2 separate regions of the Anas platyrhynchos genome follow, and region 1 is linked to region 2. A link is a contact called in public Hi-C data. All regions are on one chromosome and are shown on one strand. The core of a region is the stretch at or near the end of the contact, and the rest is flanking DNA. Distances in the headings are between cores, read along the strand shown.

Region 1 (4,220 bases), core at 597-3,096, 41 kb before region 2:
GACGCACTGCTTGCTGCACAGCATGAGGCTTGAGAGCCAAATTGGTGTACAAGGGGGCTACATCAGGTCTCCTGCACTTGGAAGTCACCACATAAGCACTTGATCTGGAGCAGAGCAGTAACCAGGCTTTGGTAGAAGGCATAACAGACAGGTGTGGGCAGGCCCAGATCCAGAGGGGGAGCAGAATGGTGTCAGAGAAAGAATTTAAAGCGATGATGCCTTCAGGGCCTGTAGACGGGCTTAATTACATGGGAAGTCTCACAGGCAGCCACAGATTCCATAAATAATACATGACAGCGAAGAATCGGTAACATTTAAAGACAACGCACATCAGGCAGTCTGCTAATAAAGGCAGGAGGGATTGGTGCTTCAGGTGTGTGGTATTTCCTGAGCAGTGTTAAGCGCCAGTTCAGCTTCATTCAGGGCTTCAGCCCTGTCCCCCTCTATAGTCAACAGTATATGGGGGGGTTCTTCTGCACTATCAGGCTTATATGGGCTGAATCTCTTCTAAAGATACCTGTGTCTGCCCCTGACTTACAGGGTTATACCCAGGTGACTTCACTCCCCAACTCATTTCAGTAGCTGGTGCCTTCTGTGTGTTTTCATTCTTCATCAAGGCTTATTTCTCATCCTTATTTCTCACTCCTCTGGGACTGAGCACCTTGTCCTGCCAATTGCAAGCAGGATTCAAACAGCTCTCAGCAGAGAGAAAATGTATAGGGTGTGCAAAGGACTCAGGCAGTTTTCTGGGAAGCGGATGCACTGGGAGTTGCTTACAAGACACCCTCCTGGGAACACTGAGGACAGCGCTGTGGTTTGGATGAAAACAGTTCTGCATTCATAGTTTTCCTGGCACCTTTTATCTGAACTGACATCCTGGGAATAAACAGGAAAGGTCAGGGAGAGTTATCATTGGTAGAGAAGTCATGGTTATTGATTCTTTGGGGTTTCTTTCAGACTCTACAGCTGTTAGACCAGCTGAAGTAGCAAGCTGGGAGAGTCAGTGGATGAAACCCTGCCTCTTCCTGAACCAATGATCAAAACTTGGCTGGCTGTGTGAGGCTAAGCTTTCACCATGTGTTTCTTTAATAATTTGATAACAATCTCAGTACATGGACGCAGCCATAGGCAGATTCTCAACAGAGATTATGAACTGATTGAGGTCAGGGCCTTTCCTCTGCGATCAGTGAGGTCCCACTGAAGAATCCCAGGCCAAACTGGAATCATGAAATGACTCCCGCCTGTTTTTCCTGCTGTAACCTTGGAGAAGATGGAGAATGGCTGCTTTTGTGGAGCTGGAGAGAAATGTAGTGAGTTTCCTGCAAGTTACATCTTTGTCTCTGCTGCTGGGGAAGACTTGGTCACAGGCAGGTCTGTCAGTGGAGCTGGAAGACCTAGAAGGATGGAGGTCCCCAGGTTCTCTGTTATGGCCAGGATGAGGGTGTCTCAGACCTGGTAATTAGGGTGGTCTGGAGTCAAGAGCTTAAAGACGCCAAAGGTTATAGCAGATCAGGCTGAGAGCATGAGCCATATCGACTGTGAATGTTCTAGTCCAGGGGGCATGGCTTAAACTGAGTTTCCAGATGAAAATCAGTGAATCTGTGAACTCCCAAGTAGGAGTCAGTGTCAGGGGATCCAGAGCAGGGCTTGGTAGTAAGAACAGAGTGAGGCAGGGTAGCTGGGAAAGTAAACTGGTGCAAGGGGCAGAAGTCTGGATCAGGAAGAAGAGCTTGAGCTATGTAAGACTTAAAACATGGATTATGTCTTTGGTGCAGTCTGTCAGCTCCCCCAAAAGTGCTGGTATTCCTGTGTCTGCCGTTTGGGGTGGAGCTAACTTCCTAAAGATTCAGAAGCCAAGATCTGCTGTCTGAGGCATGAGTCACCCACACTAAAAGCACGTTTGGAGATGCAATACAGGTCCCACTCGATGCCAACTTTCTGTGCAAAATGGCAGTGAAAATAGGCCATAGGAGATACAGAACAAGAGAATGGAGGAGGCTGGAAACCGGGATGACCCCATGAATCACCCAGTAACAGATGATCAGCAGTAGATCATCACCAGATAAAGTTTAAGTGGCCCCCCAAAGTGGTTTCCCTTTGTTAAGAGATCTGATCTAAGAGGAGATCAGGAGAATCATCTCGGTCTTGCTGAACAGAGCACATTTTCTGCTCTTGCGTCAAGAGCTTTCAGTTCTCTCTGCCACTGGGGCTAACGGCAGCTCTTGTTTTCTTATAGAAGATGTGAATTTATGGAAGGAGCACCCCTAGGACTGTAAAAGAGGTTGTGAAGGTGAGACAGAGTGGTTGCATTTCTTAGGTGTGTCAGTGGACTGTTTTGAAAAGTTCTAGATGGGAGAAACCAATGTGAAAGAAGAGTAATATTCTGAAAAACTGAGCTGAAAAACAATTCTGTTTCCCTCTTCTGTGCTCATGGAGTCTTCTTGGCCAATGACTTTCAAAGACAGGGGTGTGAAGTTGTAGTTCAAAGGTATGAACATCACCTGGGTGATTTAGCAACACAGACTCATGCAGCACATATTCATAGAATATCCTGGACTAGAAGGGACTCATGAGAATCATCAAGTCCAACTCCTGGCTCCACACAGCACCACCCAAAAACCAAACCCTACATCTGAGAGCGGTGTCCAAATGCTTCTTGGATTCTGGCAGGCTCAGTGCTGTGGCCATGGCCTCGGGGAGGCCCTGTCCCAGTGCCCAACCACCTCTGGGTGCAGAACCTGTCCCTAACCCCCAGCCTGACCCTCCCCTGTCCCAGCTCCAAGCCGTCCCCTTGGGTCCTGTCGCTGTCCCCAGAGAGCAGAGCTCAGCGCCTGCCCTTCCGCTCCCCTCGTGAGGGAGCTGCAGGCCGCCATGAGGCCTCCCCTCGGCCTGCTCTGCTTGGGGCTGAACAAACCAAGGGACCTCAGCTGCTCCTCACACATTTTGCCCTCCAGACCCTTCACCATCTTCATAACCCTCTTTTAGACACTCTCCCTTCATGGAACCTGAATCTGAAGCAAGGATTTAGGAGTCTGTTATGGATTCCTAGGCCCCCAGGCTGGAAAAGACTAACACCAAGGAAACATCAGTATAGGAAATGAGGGAAGGAGAAACCAGATCCCCTGTGGTACTGGGGGACGTGGAAGTCTCTGCAGTAGCTGGCAATGAAGAGGTCTGGAGGGAAGTTCCCAGGTTGTGTGTATTATCTATGAGCTACGTACAGAGAAATTGTAACACTCAGGAAACTTTTGGCTGGTTATTCCCCATTCTGTACTGGATTCCTCCTCGTGAAGTGCAGCACTTCACACATAACATTTCTTTTTCATCTCATAACCTTTGGGCCAGCTCTCCATGTGAGCTGTTGATAATGCCAGTCCTGCCCTCCAAAGGATTAGCTGCTTAAAGGATTCTTGATTTTTTCTGCATATCCTGCATTGTTCCCTGTAGCCTTCAGTGATTTGTTGCTTTTAGAAGACCCCTTGGACAGAGTTTCTCTCTATCACTTTTAGTTTTAGTTTCAGTAGCACCTAAAATCACGGAACAGAAGGATCTTATATTTCTCTTTCAACTTTCTTCCCATCCAGCAGCTCAAAGGTGACCACAGGGCTGAACAAACTTTTGCTGACTCAAGTCCTGAAACTGCTTTGTGTTCGGTAATTAGTAACATGGTGCAGCTTGGGATGGTAGAGTGATCATCCCGTACACAGCGTTCCTCAGGCCAGCCAGGGCTTCCTTGGAGATCTGGGTCATTTATGGTACATAATCCCCCAAGGTGGTATCCAAATACTTAAACTTGCATTTTGTGGATATTTAGAGCAGCCTCGCAGCTCAATTTTAACAAGACATCAAAGCCTTGTTTCCATGTCATTTGTTTCAGAGTTGGGCAAGACACAAGATTATGTGGTAACAGATGATGAGAACCAGCCATACCGGATCAGAGGTGTGAAATAAATCCAGGGGCAGGCTTTCAGTTTGAGAAGTTATTTCACAGCCTGGAGAATGACACAAACCATTTTTGCTCTCTCGGAGTGTTTTGAGAGACTCTGGACTGTCTGAGTGGAATTGCAGACCCTTAGATTAGTGCCACTACTTGCTTTTTCTGTACATACATTTGACACAAGGCAGAACAGCAGTGAACTCACGTGAAAGAGCTGCAAAACAGAAACTAAAATAAAAGCTATATAAAATGGTCCAGTGGGATCTCAAGGACAGAAGGATAT
Region 2 (3,903 bases), core at 1,196-3,695:
CCACTTGCCCACCCCGTGCCACCGCCCAGGGCGCCGTCTTCCCCGCGCCGCTCGGGGCCGAAGGCTCGCTCCTCATCTTCACCGGCTCCCGCGGGCCCCCGCCGCGCTCAGGGGAAGACGAGCTGCGGGGCGTCCGTCCTGCGCCAACCCAGGGGGCAAAAACGAGCGTCCCCCTCCGGCCCCGGTCCTTTGAGGGTGGTGGCCCTGCGGGAGCCCAGGCGGCGGCAGAGCCTGCGGACGAACATGCGGAAGACGGAGGTGCGGAAGATGATGAAGACCCAGGGGTCGACGATGGAGTTGACGGAGAGGAAGCGCAGGGCGCTGAGGTCGGCGTTCTCGTTGAAGTCGGCCGCGAACGCCCCCATGTACGCACGGATCTGTCCGAAACAGGAGGCTTCAGCGAGGCCGTGGGGGGGCTGAGAGGTTCGGGGGGGGGGGGCGAGGAGGGTTCCCACCCGACCCATCTGCGGGGTTCCCAACCCCAGGGTGGATTTTGGGGAAGGATTTTGGGGAGGGTTTTGGGGAGGGTTTTTCCCGGGTCAAGAGATCTGGTGAGGTTCCAAGGGACCCAGCACCTCTGGGATGGGATGAGCATGGGGGGGGGGTTTAGGGGGGGTTACTGAAAGGTTTAACACCCCTGGGAGTGGGCAGGGAGAGGGTTCAAGGGGTTAAATCAATGAAGTGACCCCCCCTCTGAACCCCTGGGATGAGGTGGTGGTGATGGGGGGGGGGGGGTGAAAAGGGGACTAAAGCACTGACCCCACTGCCCATGGAGGGGGTGGGGGGGTAATTAAAGGGATTAAGGCAATGACCCCGGGCCACTGCCACCTCCGGGATGGGGGGGTGGTGATGGGGGGGGTTAATTAAAGGAATTAAAGCAATGACCCGAGCCCCCTGACCCCTCCGGGATGGGGAGGGAGTTATGGGGGGGTTAATTAAAGGGATTAAGGCAATGACCTGAGACCCCTGACACCTCCGGGATGGGGGGATGATGAGGGGGGGGGGTTAATTAAAAGGCTTAAAGCAACGACCCGACCCCCCCGACACCTCCAGGACGGGGTGGTGGCGATGGGGGCGTCCTTCCAGGGCGGGTACAGCGATCCCCAGACCCACGGGATGGGGTGGGGGATATTGAGGGGGGGGCAAAGCAACGACCTAACCCCCCCGACACCCTCTGGAACATGGTGGTGGCGATGGGGGGGGGTTCGTGGGGTTTCAAACCAACCCGTGGGACAAGGGGGGGGTGAAACACAATAACCCACCCCCCCGGATGGATGGTTATGGGGGGGAATATCCTAAGGGGGGGGGGGTAAAGCAATAAGGGGTGGGGTGGTGATGGGGGGGGGGTACTTGGAGAGGACCGGAGCGAGGTGTTCGGGGGTGGATTTCACTGCTGGGGGGGGGCAACAAGGGGTCTGGGAGGAGGGAGGGGGGGTGGTGGTGATGAAGGGGGGGGGTCTTTGTACTCACGATGAGCGGCAGCGAGCAGACGGTGAAGAGCACGGTCATGAGCCCCAGCAGGACGAGGTGGTCGAGCTCCTCCATGCGGGGGGGGCTGGCGGCGGTGGTGGCAACAGCAGCAGCCGGGGGGGTGGCCGCTGCCCCCCGGGGGGGCTGCCTGCGGGCCATGCCGTAGAGGTGCCGCATGCTGCTCACGTTGCAAGCCCCGATGGCCAACACCAGCACCCCCATCAGGCTGGCGTAAAGCACGGGGAAGCCCAGCTGGCCGACCCCCCCGCCGGCCATCCGGATAAAACACCAAGTGCCGGGGCAGTACTGCATGGGGACCCCAAAACCCAGCAGCGGGAGCGCGCAGAAGAGCGCGCAAAGCCCCGCCGCGGCCGGTGCCAGCGCTGCGCCCAGCCGTCGGGTAAGGTGGCGGCGGTAAAAATAAGGGTGGCCAAGAGACAACCAGCACTCCAGGGCCATGGCGAGCAGCAGGAGGGTGGGGGCCAGCCCGAAGAAAGCCATGAGGAAGGCGAAAAGCTGGCACAGAGCCCCCGGCTCGCCCTCGCCTCGCCCCCCGGGGGAGCCCAATTCGCTCAGGCTGCGGTTGTAAGCGTAAGCGGCCAAAACCATGGGGCTGAGCAGGCACTTGCCCAGCAGATCGGTGACCGCCAGCCCGCTCACCAGCACGTAGAAAGCCGAAACCCTCGGGGGGCGACCGCCGGGCGAGCGGGAGCGCCGGCGGTGCTGGCCAAGCAGCAGCAGGGCGAGCACGTTACCCAAAAGGCCAGCCCCAAAAAGCACCGAGCTGGGCACCGCCGACTGCCCGCTCTCGATGAAACGGCTTCCCCGGCACCGGTAGCCTTCGCTCGCCATCGGGCAGCCGCCCTCGCCCTTCCTCCTCCTCCTCCTCCTCCTCCTCTTCTTCTTTCTTCTTCTTCCTCGCCGCCGCCGACTGGCCCGGCCCCGGCGCGGGGTGGGAGGCACGGGGGAGGCGGCGCGGAGAGGCTCGGGGCGGCCCCCGGGGCGGCTCCTGCCCGCCCCCGGGGTTAGGGGCTGGGGGGGGCACGGAGGGGAAATGGGGGGTGGAGGGGAAATTGGAGGGGGGGTGGGGGGAGGTCCGCTGGGGGGGTGCGAAGGGGGCGGGGGTGGGGGGATGGGGGGGTAGGGGGGTGGGGGGGTGGGGGGAGTTGGTTTCTGGGGGGGTTGGGGGGTGGGAAGGGGTCGGGGGTGAGCTCCTGGGGGGGCTAAAGGGGTGGGGGGTGAGGTTCTGGGGGTGCAGGTAAGGGGGTGATTAGCTCTCGGGGGGCTGGGGGGGTGGGAAGGGGTCGGGGGTGAGCCCCTGGGGGGGCTGAGGGGGGTGAGGGTATGGGGGGATGAGCTCCTGGGGGGGTTGAAGGTGAGGGTAGGGGTCGGGGATGAGCTCCTGGGGGTCTGGAGGTGTGGGTAAGTAGAGGGGAGAGCTTCTGGGGGGGCTGAGGGGGTGGGAAGGGGTCAGGGATGGGCTTCTGGTGGAGCTCGTGTTTGGGTAGGGGCTGGGGATGAGCTCCTGGGGGGATTAGGGATGTGGGTAGGGGTCGGGGATGAGCCCCTTGGGGGGGGTCCCAGGGTTGGGAAGTGGCTGAGCCCCCAGGGGGTCAGGGGTCCAGCCCTTGGGGTGATCAGGGCTGTGCCCCCACTGCAGGGGTAGGTGATGGGGTTGGGACCAAGTCCTTGGAGGGGACTACGGGGTAGAGGGCTGGTGTCGGGCTGGTGTAAAACAGGCCAGGAACGGGCAAAATCCCCCACGAGGCCAATTTCTGCAGGGCTCCGCCTGCCCCCCATCACTCCTACCTGCCCCCCATCATCACCCCCACAGCACCCCACTGCTCCTACAGCACCCCACAAGCCCACCGTGGGGTGATGCCACTGCCGAGCCCCCGGGGAAGGTTCCCAGCCCCCCTGTACCCGCGGCAGAGCCCTGGGGCGAGCTTTGGGTGAAGCCCCCAGCGCCTCTTCCAGGAAGAGCAGCGGCCCCCTCCAGCTGCCTCGCGCATACCGCAGCTCGCAGGATACATGTGATGATGAATAAGCACGAAACCACGGCCGTCTGCTTTCGGGCCCCTTTTTTTGCTACTCGAGCTGAGCGTAGGAGAAGTGCAGGAAAGTATCAAGATGACAGGAGGGGTGGGAAAGGCGCTCGGTGCCCGGCACAGGCACCCGCTCCGGCGCGTTTTGGCGATGGGCTGGATTTTTTCGGGTCGCATCCAAGCCCCCCTCCGGCAGGGAGGGCGCCGAGGGAGAAATTTCAGGGAGAAATGAAGGTGAGCCTGGGCGCCGCTCGGCGTTTTTTTTTTTTTTGCACGTGTGGGTGTTGAAGTGCTGCCCTCGTTAGGGCTCGGCGCAAACACGGCGAGCGTTTCTGCCCCGGGGTGGGGGGGGACCCGGGGAGAAGAAATTCAGCCTGCTTGGAAATTT

The links. Hi-C and Micro-C count contacts between places; a contact is called where the count stands out from the background.
Region 1: a Hi-C map of subcutaneous adipose tissue shows a contact between it and region 2, with 2.5 times the contacts expected there. The contact joins the enhancer-like site here to the promoter of LOC106016377 in region 2. A contact is called at or near these places in 2 of 8 Hi-C or Micro-C datasets (skeletal muscle and subcutaneous adipose tissue).

Annotation. Positions count from the first base shown.
Region 1 is chr5:3,419,032-3,423,251 of IASCAAS_PekinDuck_T2T, reverse strand. TXNDC16 (thioredoxin domain containing 16) reads left to right here. Exons shown (of 21, transcript XM_072038089.1): 14 at 3,878-3,940. Among named protein-coding and RNA genes, the nearest start is that of TXNDC16, 19 kb to the left of the region's middle. Within about 2 kb of position 1,846, at least 1 of the 8 cell types and tissues checked has an H3K27ac peak or open chromatin away from gene starts, as enhancers often do. A contact at or near this core is called in subcutaneous adipose tissue, where this site is marked.
Region 2 is chr5:3,378,633-3,382,535 of IASCAAS_PekinDuck_T2T, reverse strand. It overlaps LOC106016377 (prostaglandin D2 receptor), which reads right to left and starts at 2,445. Exons shown (of 2, transcript XM_027458859.3): 1 at 1,471-2,445; 2 at 1-377. The coding sequence starts at 2,322. The coding sequence ends at 108. LOC140002556 (a long non-coding RNA gene) reads right to left here. Exons shown (of 2, transcript XR_011809390.1): 2 at 3,535-3,903.